2 separate regions of the Capra hircus genome follow, and region 2 is linked to region 1. Evidence: chromatin contacts called from public Hi-C data. All regions are on one chromosome and are shown on one strand. The core of a region is the stretch at or near the end of the contact, and the rest is flanking DNA. Distances in the headings are between cores, read along the strand shown. Region 1 holds the start of IGSF6 (immunoglobulin superfamily member 6). Region 2 overlaps OTOA (otoancorin).

Region 1 (4,091 bases), core at 633-3,132:
TACCAAGCACTGGGTGCTTTGATGAATGATCTCCCGGGTGACCCAGCAGTAGGACAAAGAGGAAGCAGAGACTTAGGAAGACTGAAGAACGTGGCCCAGCTTGCAAGGTTAATGAACACTGGGGCAGAAATGTAATCCCTCATTAAACCAGACCCAAAGCCCACACTACTACTTGCTCTGACAGCTTCTTGATATCACCCTCCCTTAGACTGACAGGTGTGTAATGGTTAATAGGTTTGGAAAACTGCTTATTAAACACTGGGACATTGAGGCAGAGTAGAACAAAGTTTGAAAGAGTGCTTTGGATAAACGTAAGAAAACGCCACTACTGTAGTAAAATTATGCCACATATTAACTAGAGAGGTTTATCAGGCTGAAAGTAAAAATAGGTTAAGGGAGACTTTTAATTTCTAAAAACAGACCATTTGGTGTGCTTTTCAAGAGAGATCAATCCATTCTCTAACTTTTCAGAAGAATTTCATACAAGTTAACCTCCAGAACCAGAGAAAGGATATAACACACTAGAATGGATGAATCAACCTAGCATTTCTTGCAACAGTGACTCAAGTCTGTGTTACGTTAGTCATTTCCAAACCCATGAGCGTCAGATGCCCAGGTACTAGGGGGCTAGAAAAAGTCTTCAGTTCACATACATACCAAGCACTGACTACAGACGCGCACACACACACACAGTGGTATATATAAAATCTGGGGGGTGCTTTCCGACACAACAATGATGTAAAAAAAAAATATACAGTAATGTTAAAAGTATTACTAAATACAGATTGAGAATAACTTTCTGTAAATGACGAAATATATAGTCAACAAGTGCCAAGCATACAAACGGTACAGTGGAGAGGGCTTCATTCTCTCCGGCAGTGAGCACCCCTCTTCCCCGTGGAAGGCAAAGCCTGGGGAAGCAGCTTCCCCCTCCTCTTTCTTGCAGCTCAGGCACTGGCTCATGACCTAAGCTCAGAAACACTCGCCGCGACCTGAAATGAGGAGCAAGTGGCCCAGAGGTGGGGACGTGAGGCTCCTTCTCTGGGAAGGCGGAGCAGTGGTGTGAGTCCAAGCAGCTCGGGCAGCACGGAGTGGTACTACTGACAGGCTGTGGCCCACGCCAAGGCAGCAATGCTTGCCGGGGGCAGTGTGCTCTTCACATCAGCTTTATAGCAGATTTCAGGGCATGTGTCTTGCATGTAGACCCCAACACATGATTCTCCAGTCCTCCCAGGGACTCAGTGTGCTACCCTCAAATCCTTTCAATAAACTCCCTTTTGCTTATTAAGTCAGCCCAAGTCACTTTCTGCTGTTTACAAAGAACCTGACTGATGAAGCCCCCGAGGGACTAGGATGGGGTTCTGGATGACAAAGATTCCACACATTTATTTCACAATAAAAGCGGTCACACAAAACTGGGGCACAAGGGCTCCCCAGGTGACTTAGTGGTAAAGAATCTCCTGCCAATGCAGGAGATGCAGATTTGAACCCTGGGTTGGGAAGATCCCCTAGAGAAAGAAATGGTAACCCACTCCTGTATTCTTGCCTGGGAAATTCCAGGGACAGAGGAGCCTGGCAGGTTATAGTCCATGGGGTCGCAAACAGTTGGACATGACTTAGTGACTAAACAAAACTGGGATACAATTAGTTAATGGCACCCAACTTATTTATTCATCGTTCACTGATTTTTCTCATCTCTACATGAAGATGGACTTTCCAGGTGGTGCTAGTGGTAAAGAGTCCGTCTGCCAATGCAGAAGACGGAAGAGATGTGAGTTCAGTCCCTGGGTTGGGAAAAGCCCCTGGAGGAAGGCATAATGACCCACTCCAGTATTCTTGCCTGGAGAATCCCATGGACAGAGGACCCTGGTGGGCTACAGTGCATAGGGTCGCAGAGAGTCGGACACAACTGAAGCGACTTAGCACACTACATGAAGGTATTTCCTTCTGCTTCTCCTCGATTTCCAGCAGTTATCAGCCCAGCACCAAGAACAAATTAGATGCCCAAGAGCACAGACTGAACTGCTCTAGAAAATTTAAGTATGATTTATCTGTCAAACAATACTTTCTAGGAATATGCACCAAGGTAAATCAAAATCTCACCCAAAACATCTAACATCTTTGAGGCTTTGTAAAACCCAAGAAAAACGTGACCATATGAACATTTAGAAGTGTGCTCTAAGCTAAAATCTCAACTTTAAATGGTGAAACTGCATTACAAACAATCTTTACACAATTTCAAAAAGTTCCCAATTATGGTTCCTCAATAAGAGTTCCTCTCTTTGGTTCTTCCTTTCTTAGAGGAAAAAAAAAAAAAGCCAAAACTCTCCTCAAATACACACTCCCACACCTCACACATACACACAGAAATGGAGACTGTGAACAGAGGAAAGATTATTCTCGGTCTGGAACTCAATCTGATTCTGTTTTATGTCGGTAAGGTTCTTTTTTTTCCCTCCATTTTATTTAAATCAATTGCTACTTTTCATCTAAAAATTCATTTATATTTTAACCCCCTACAGATTTTTAAATGTATAACATTATGGAAACTGTCTAAGGTGACAAATTTCCTTTTTTCTCAGAGAAATAGGTAATAAAAAAACAGTTGAGAAAAAAAATTAATATTAACATTGAAAATTTCCTTTGCTATCATGCTGCTTTAGACAAGAGTACCTCTCCAAACAAAGGCTTGAAAATATTCATAAAATCACATTAATCATTAACAATTCAGTTCCCATACAGGCAAACTGACTCTGCACTAAATAATTGAATATTTTTTAAAGAACAGTGTTTCAGAAAAAGCTGAATTTCTATAAATTGAAGTACCTGTCATTTAAAAAAACTGCTATGGCTCCTTCCTTCAAAAATAACCATATCACAAATATATGGATACTTTTGCCTGTTTTTTCTCTATGAGAGAGTTTCCGATATCACAGTTCTAATAATTTCATCATTGTTCTAAAAAATCTCATAATCTCAGATTTGCTCACAAAGTTTGGGTCATAGGCCAGGAAAGGGAACAAAAGCTCTTATTTTTTTCTCATCTGTAAAGAAATATTTTAAAATGTTAACCGTGATTTGGTAGGGGCAGAGTGGTGAAAGGACTATGGGTGACTTTTTTGTTTCTACTTTCAGTAATAAGTCTATTAATTCCCTAATAAGTATATATATTACTTTTATAGAGCAGTCTAATTAGCATTATTTTTTAAAAGAATTATCTTTCAAAGATATATACTGAAAGATGTGCAGACAAATTACCTGGAATTTGCCCTAAAATAACGAGAGAGTAAAGGCACAAGTTAGGGAGAAGAGCTGAAACAAGCCTGGGCTGAAGTCAGGTGATGGTGGAGAAGTTGCTGTGCTGGTCAACTACTTCTGCGTATGTTCGAAATTTTCCATAAAGGCGTTTTTTAGAAAGTTCAGAAATTACTTCTCTATGTATTTTCTAGCTTGGTCTTCAAAAACAGTAATCTTTTTTCATTCCCTTCACTAAGAAGATAAACTTTCAACCTTTTTCAGAGGGTACTGTGTTTAAAAAGAAACCCTACAGAATGCGAGAGTCCTTCAAGCGCAGCTCTTGACAGGAGTGGGCTGCAGGCTGACACATTATCCAAACTTCCCTTCCGCTCTAAGCTGCCGCCTCATCCACGCGCGGGGGCGGGCGGGGGCGGGGGCGGGGGCGGTTGCGGGGAGCAGCCGTCTCCTCACAGCCTGGGCTCTCACAGGAAACCACCACACCGGGTTTTCTCCCTTCCAAGGCGGTCATGAGCAGAGATATGAAACTCCAAAGCTGCAAGTATTTATTTTACCCTGGAACACTAGTTCTCAAGGAAAAATGTTGAAAGACAGCTTCCCTTTTAAAAACTACCTCATGGAGGAGTTGACACTGGGACCTTGCTGCTTAACTTCACGACTCTGGCAGGCCCATTACTATACCTCACAAGGCCGCTTCTCTACTTCTAAGGTGAGTAAGTCTGGGTAGGAGACCTGCGGCCGCAGTTACCAGCCTTAGGAGTGAGGCTAAACCCCTCAGCTGAAGACGCAGGAAGCCTGGTCTTCTCCAGTGACTTGACTTTACCCACTCATCTGGT
Region 2 (4,091 bases), core at 1,142-3,641, 46 kb before region 1:
TCTCCTCCTGGGGCATTAAGGGATACAAAGAAAGCTTTCCTTATCCACACAGAGATAAGGGATTTGCCCACCCTGAGGGATTCTCTGAAGCAGAAGTTTATTTCCAGGATTTTTCCAGGATATTTATTTACAGCCAACACCCCTAGATGATGATGCTTCAAAAGAAAATAAAAAGACAGGAGTCAGAACAATGTAGGAGCAGAGATGAGATCTGACCCCTGGTCTAGCTGGAAGCACTGCATCTATTGGTTAAGAACACACCTTCACCCCCAACTGGAATTTGAAGCTCAGCTCTATGAGACATCTGACTTCCAGCAAGTTACTTCTCTGCAAGCTACACAAGGCTGTGCAGCGCACACTCTACCATAACCCTGCCTCTCTAAGCTTTTAATGGGGAGGTTTCCTTTGCCCATCATAGCTGCTGCTGCTGCTGCTGCTAAGTCGCTTCAGTCGTGTCCGACTCCGTGCGACCCCGTAGACGGCAGCCCACCAGGCTCCCCCGTCCCTGGGATTCTCCAGGCAAGAACACTGGAGTGGGTTGTCATGTCCTTCTCCAATGCATAAAAGTGAAAAGTCAAAGTGAAGTCGCTCAGTCGTGTCCGACTCTTAGTGACCCCATGGACTGCAGCCTTTCAGGCTCCTCCATCCATGGGATTTTCCAGGCAAGAGTACTGGAGTGGGTTGCCATTGCCTTCTCCGCCCATCATAGCACGTCATAATAAATATGATGAATGAAAGAATAAGGAGTACTGTGGGGGTTAAATGAGAAGATGCATACCAAGTGATTAGCATACTTCCTGGTAGATGCTAAGCACTTATTCTGAAACGATGCTCTTAGCATTAGTATGAAATCTACTTGACTTAGCGTGGTTGGACCACCTAGTTGGCCATGATCAAACAGTGACACTCTCAGACAGGTCCCCAGGAAAGCAACCAGCTCAGGGAAAGGACTTTAAAGTGTGTCTAAAGAGAAAAAATACTCAGAGAAAGTGAAGACCGAATATTAATAATCATGTTAAGAATAACTAATATTTACTGAGCACTTTCTATGTGCAAATGTGCTTAATCCTTACAAGGGTCTTAATGAAATAGGCAGTTTATTAGCTCCCATTTCACAGATGGGGAAGTAGATTCACAGGGAGGTGCAGATCACCCAACTTGTAAGTGGCAGAGCCAGGATCAAACCCAGGACTTCTGCCTCCAGGCCCCATGTTCTTAATCACTACACTATTTTTTGTGTAACTAAGACTGAAGGTGGTAGGAGAAAGGGGACAACAGAGGACGAGAAGGTTGGATGGCATCACCGACTCGATGGACGTGAGTTTGAGTAAACTCCGGGAGGCCTGGCCTGCTGCAGTCCATGGGGTCGCAAAGAGTCAGACACGACGGAGCAACTAAACTGAACTGACTAGAAAAAATAGGGCCCATGCCATTGAGTGAAAATTACTAAGGACAGGAGAAGAGGGTTGTAAGGGTTCTATATGAGAATATTCTCTGCAGGTGACTTTGGAAAATGTAAGGTCATGTGATGCTGTCAGAGGAAGATCTGTGACAGTAAGACCCTGGGAGATGGAGAAGAGATGGGTGAACGGTGCCCACCACCCCTCCCCACTGCGCAATTACCCCCAACATTCAAACCCTTTCTGCGGTCACCAAGTACGCAGCTCCTGGCCCTTCCCTGCTCGAAATGGTTCCAGTTCCTGGGAATCAGGTTATAATCACTAAATTCTAGAGCTGACCTCACGCCAGGGCTCCCTGCCTGAGGGTCTAGGATACAACAGGTTCACAAATGTGAGGCCCGTGAGCTATTTCCAATACCCGACCTAACCAATTGTAAATGACACATTTACAACTTGGAATGGAGGGAATACCAAGAATGTAAAAAGTTCCACTTCTGTGCTTAGAGCTGGAATCTTAGTACTTGATAGGTAAGGCTGTATAAAATGTTAGCACATAGGAGATGCTTTAAACACATTTTGTTTTCTTCTCCACTTCATAACCTCTTTAAAGGGATCTCTTTGGGGAAACACCTCCCTCACATGCACAGAGACGTGGGACAATTCAAAGAGATGGATCAGCCACCTCCCTCCCCTCCCCAGCTCTTCTGCTGCTCAGAGAAAGCTGATGCTTAGGTAGGAAACAGCTCTGGGGGCCCAGTGCCCACACTCCTTGCCTGTGGATGGTAGAGGTATTCCTCATGTCAAAGTTGGAGGAGCTGATCCTCTCCAGAAACGCCTGGGCCAGTTCAGGCGTGATGTCATAAACCGTGTCCAGCTGCTTGGTGGCGTTGTCATAGCTGATAAACAGCCCAATCTGGTGGAGGAGGCCAGGAAGATCAGTGGGGGGCTGCAGGAGCCCTGTGAAGCCCCGCCCCGGTGGCCTGTGCTGTGCCCCGCCCCCAGGCCCCTGGAGATGCCCATTCCTCATTTTCACTGATTTCTTTTTTTTCTGTAATAGTTTATTACAAGATATTGAATATAGTTCCCTATGCTATACAGTAGGACCTTGTGGTTTATCTTTTTTATATATAGAGGCATGGATCTGCTAATCCCAAACTCCTAATTGATCGGTCCCTCATCCCATTTCCTCTTTGGTAACTAAGTGACATTGATTTCCTAATGGTCTGTAACCGCTGCTTCAGTTTCTTCTACAATCCACCTGTTATTTAGGAAAGTTTTTCTTTTTTAATATAGGAGCAGTTGAACTTTTTTCAAGCTAATACTTGCATATTTATTTCTAGATTTGTTTTATTGAGGTCAGAGAATGTGGTCCACAAATTGTTTGCTTTGGGGAATCAGAATTTTTAAAATAGATAAATTGGTTTGTAAATGACCCCCAGGTGATTTAAAAAAAGAATGTGTGTTCTCTCTGTAAGATATAAAGTTGGATATATGTATACAATATATATGTAAATACATGTTTACATAATATTTAACACACACTTATTATGTAAATATATACATAATGCATTCAACTTTATTAAATATACTCTTCAGGTTCTTTCTATTATTGTTCACTTTTTGCCTGTGTGTCCAAGAGTGTCGCACTGAGGTCTCCTATATTTTGAGGCCCTGTTATTCTTCGCTTAAAGATTTCATAAAGCTGTCTCTCCCTCATGGATTGTGCTCTACGTCCATAAGAAATTCCCTCTGAGTGTTGGTACCCTGTGGCTTCACCTCCCTTCTCTACATGTTTAGAAGATGAAGAAATGTTGTGAACAGCCCCTGGATCTCAAGAAGTCCCTGCTAGGGGCCCAGTTTTCTGAGAATTTAATCTCTTTCGACTTTCTGAAGTTCACTCAACTTTAAAAAAGTAAAATGGAGGTCTAATCCATTTTAAACTGAGGGTTATGAAACTGAGAGACATCTGAAATATTCCCAGCCTGTCAGGTAAAAAGAGGAACCTTAGGGACTCCCCTCGTGGTCCAGTGGCTAAGACTCCATGATCCCAGTGCAGGGGGCTCAGGTTCTAAACCTGGTCAGGGAACTAGACCCACGTGCCACAACTAAGGATCCTACATACTGCAACCAAGACCTGGCACAGCCAAATAAGGAAATATTTGTTTTAAAGAAAGAGGAACCTACTTCTGCCTCTGATTTCATAATAACCAGACGTGGTTGGGTCAGTCAGTCCTCGAACGGGCCAGTCATTTGATGCAAACACTTCTTTCACTGGCCAGTAGAAAGTTAGGGGACACAGGGTACGAACTGGTGGCAAGCCCCAAACTCTTTATGAAAGCCTCCCCTGTTGGCAGCATTCCTCAGCATTCCTGAGTTCTAGAATCATGCCTCCCAAGGGATTGTAGTATCATCAGAACAACATTAGGAAAAGGAGAGTAATTCCTGAGCAGTGAATTGAGCACCATGAATATGTACACTTCTCCACTGTAAACTTTAAAGTCCAATCATCGCTCATGCTGAAGTAGCTATCAATAGAAGTTGCCATAAATAGAAGTAGCAATTGATCCATGTTGCTTTTGACTTGGGTTTGTGCTTCCAGTGACTGTAAACTCTATAGCTACGATCCTTGGCATTTCTTGACTTCAAAAATACCCTTAAACTACCTTTGGTTCATAGTCAACCTTCTCTTTA

The links. A called contact is a pair of places that touch in the nucleus more often than the background predicts.
Region 2: a contact with region 1 is called in a Hi-C map of blood, with 2.8 times the contacts expected there. The contact joins the enhancer-like site here to the promoter of IGSF6 in region 1. A contact is called at or near these places in 2 of 5 Hi-C or Micro-C datasets (both in blood).

The regions. Positions count from the first base shown.
Region 1 is chr25:20,085,452-20,089,542 of ARS1.2, reverse strand. IGSF6 (immunoglobulin superfamily member 6) reads left to right here and starts at 1,882. Exons shown (of 6, transcript XM_005697599.3): 1 at 1,882-2,436. The coding sequence starts at 2,370. The region is part of intron 4 of METTL9 (methyltransferase-like protein 9); the gene reads right to left.
Region 2 is chr25:20,131,566-20,135,656 of ARS1.2, reverse strand. It overlaps OTOA (otoancorin), which reads right to left. Exons shown (of 28, transcript XM_018039983.1): 10 at 2,174-2,313. Among named protein-coding and RNA genes, the nearest start is that of OTOA, 21 kb to the right of the region's middle. Within about 2 kb of position 2,391, at least 1 of the 5 cell types and tissues checked has an H3K27ac peak or open chromatin away from gene starts, as enhancers often do.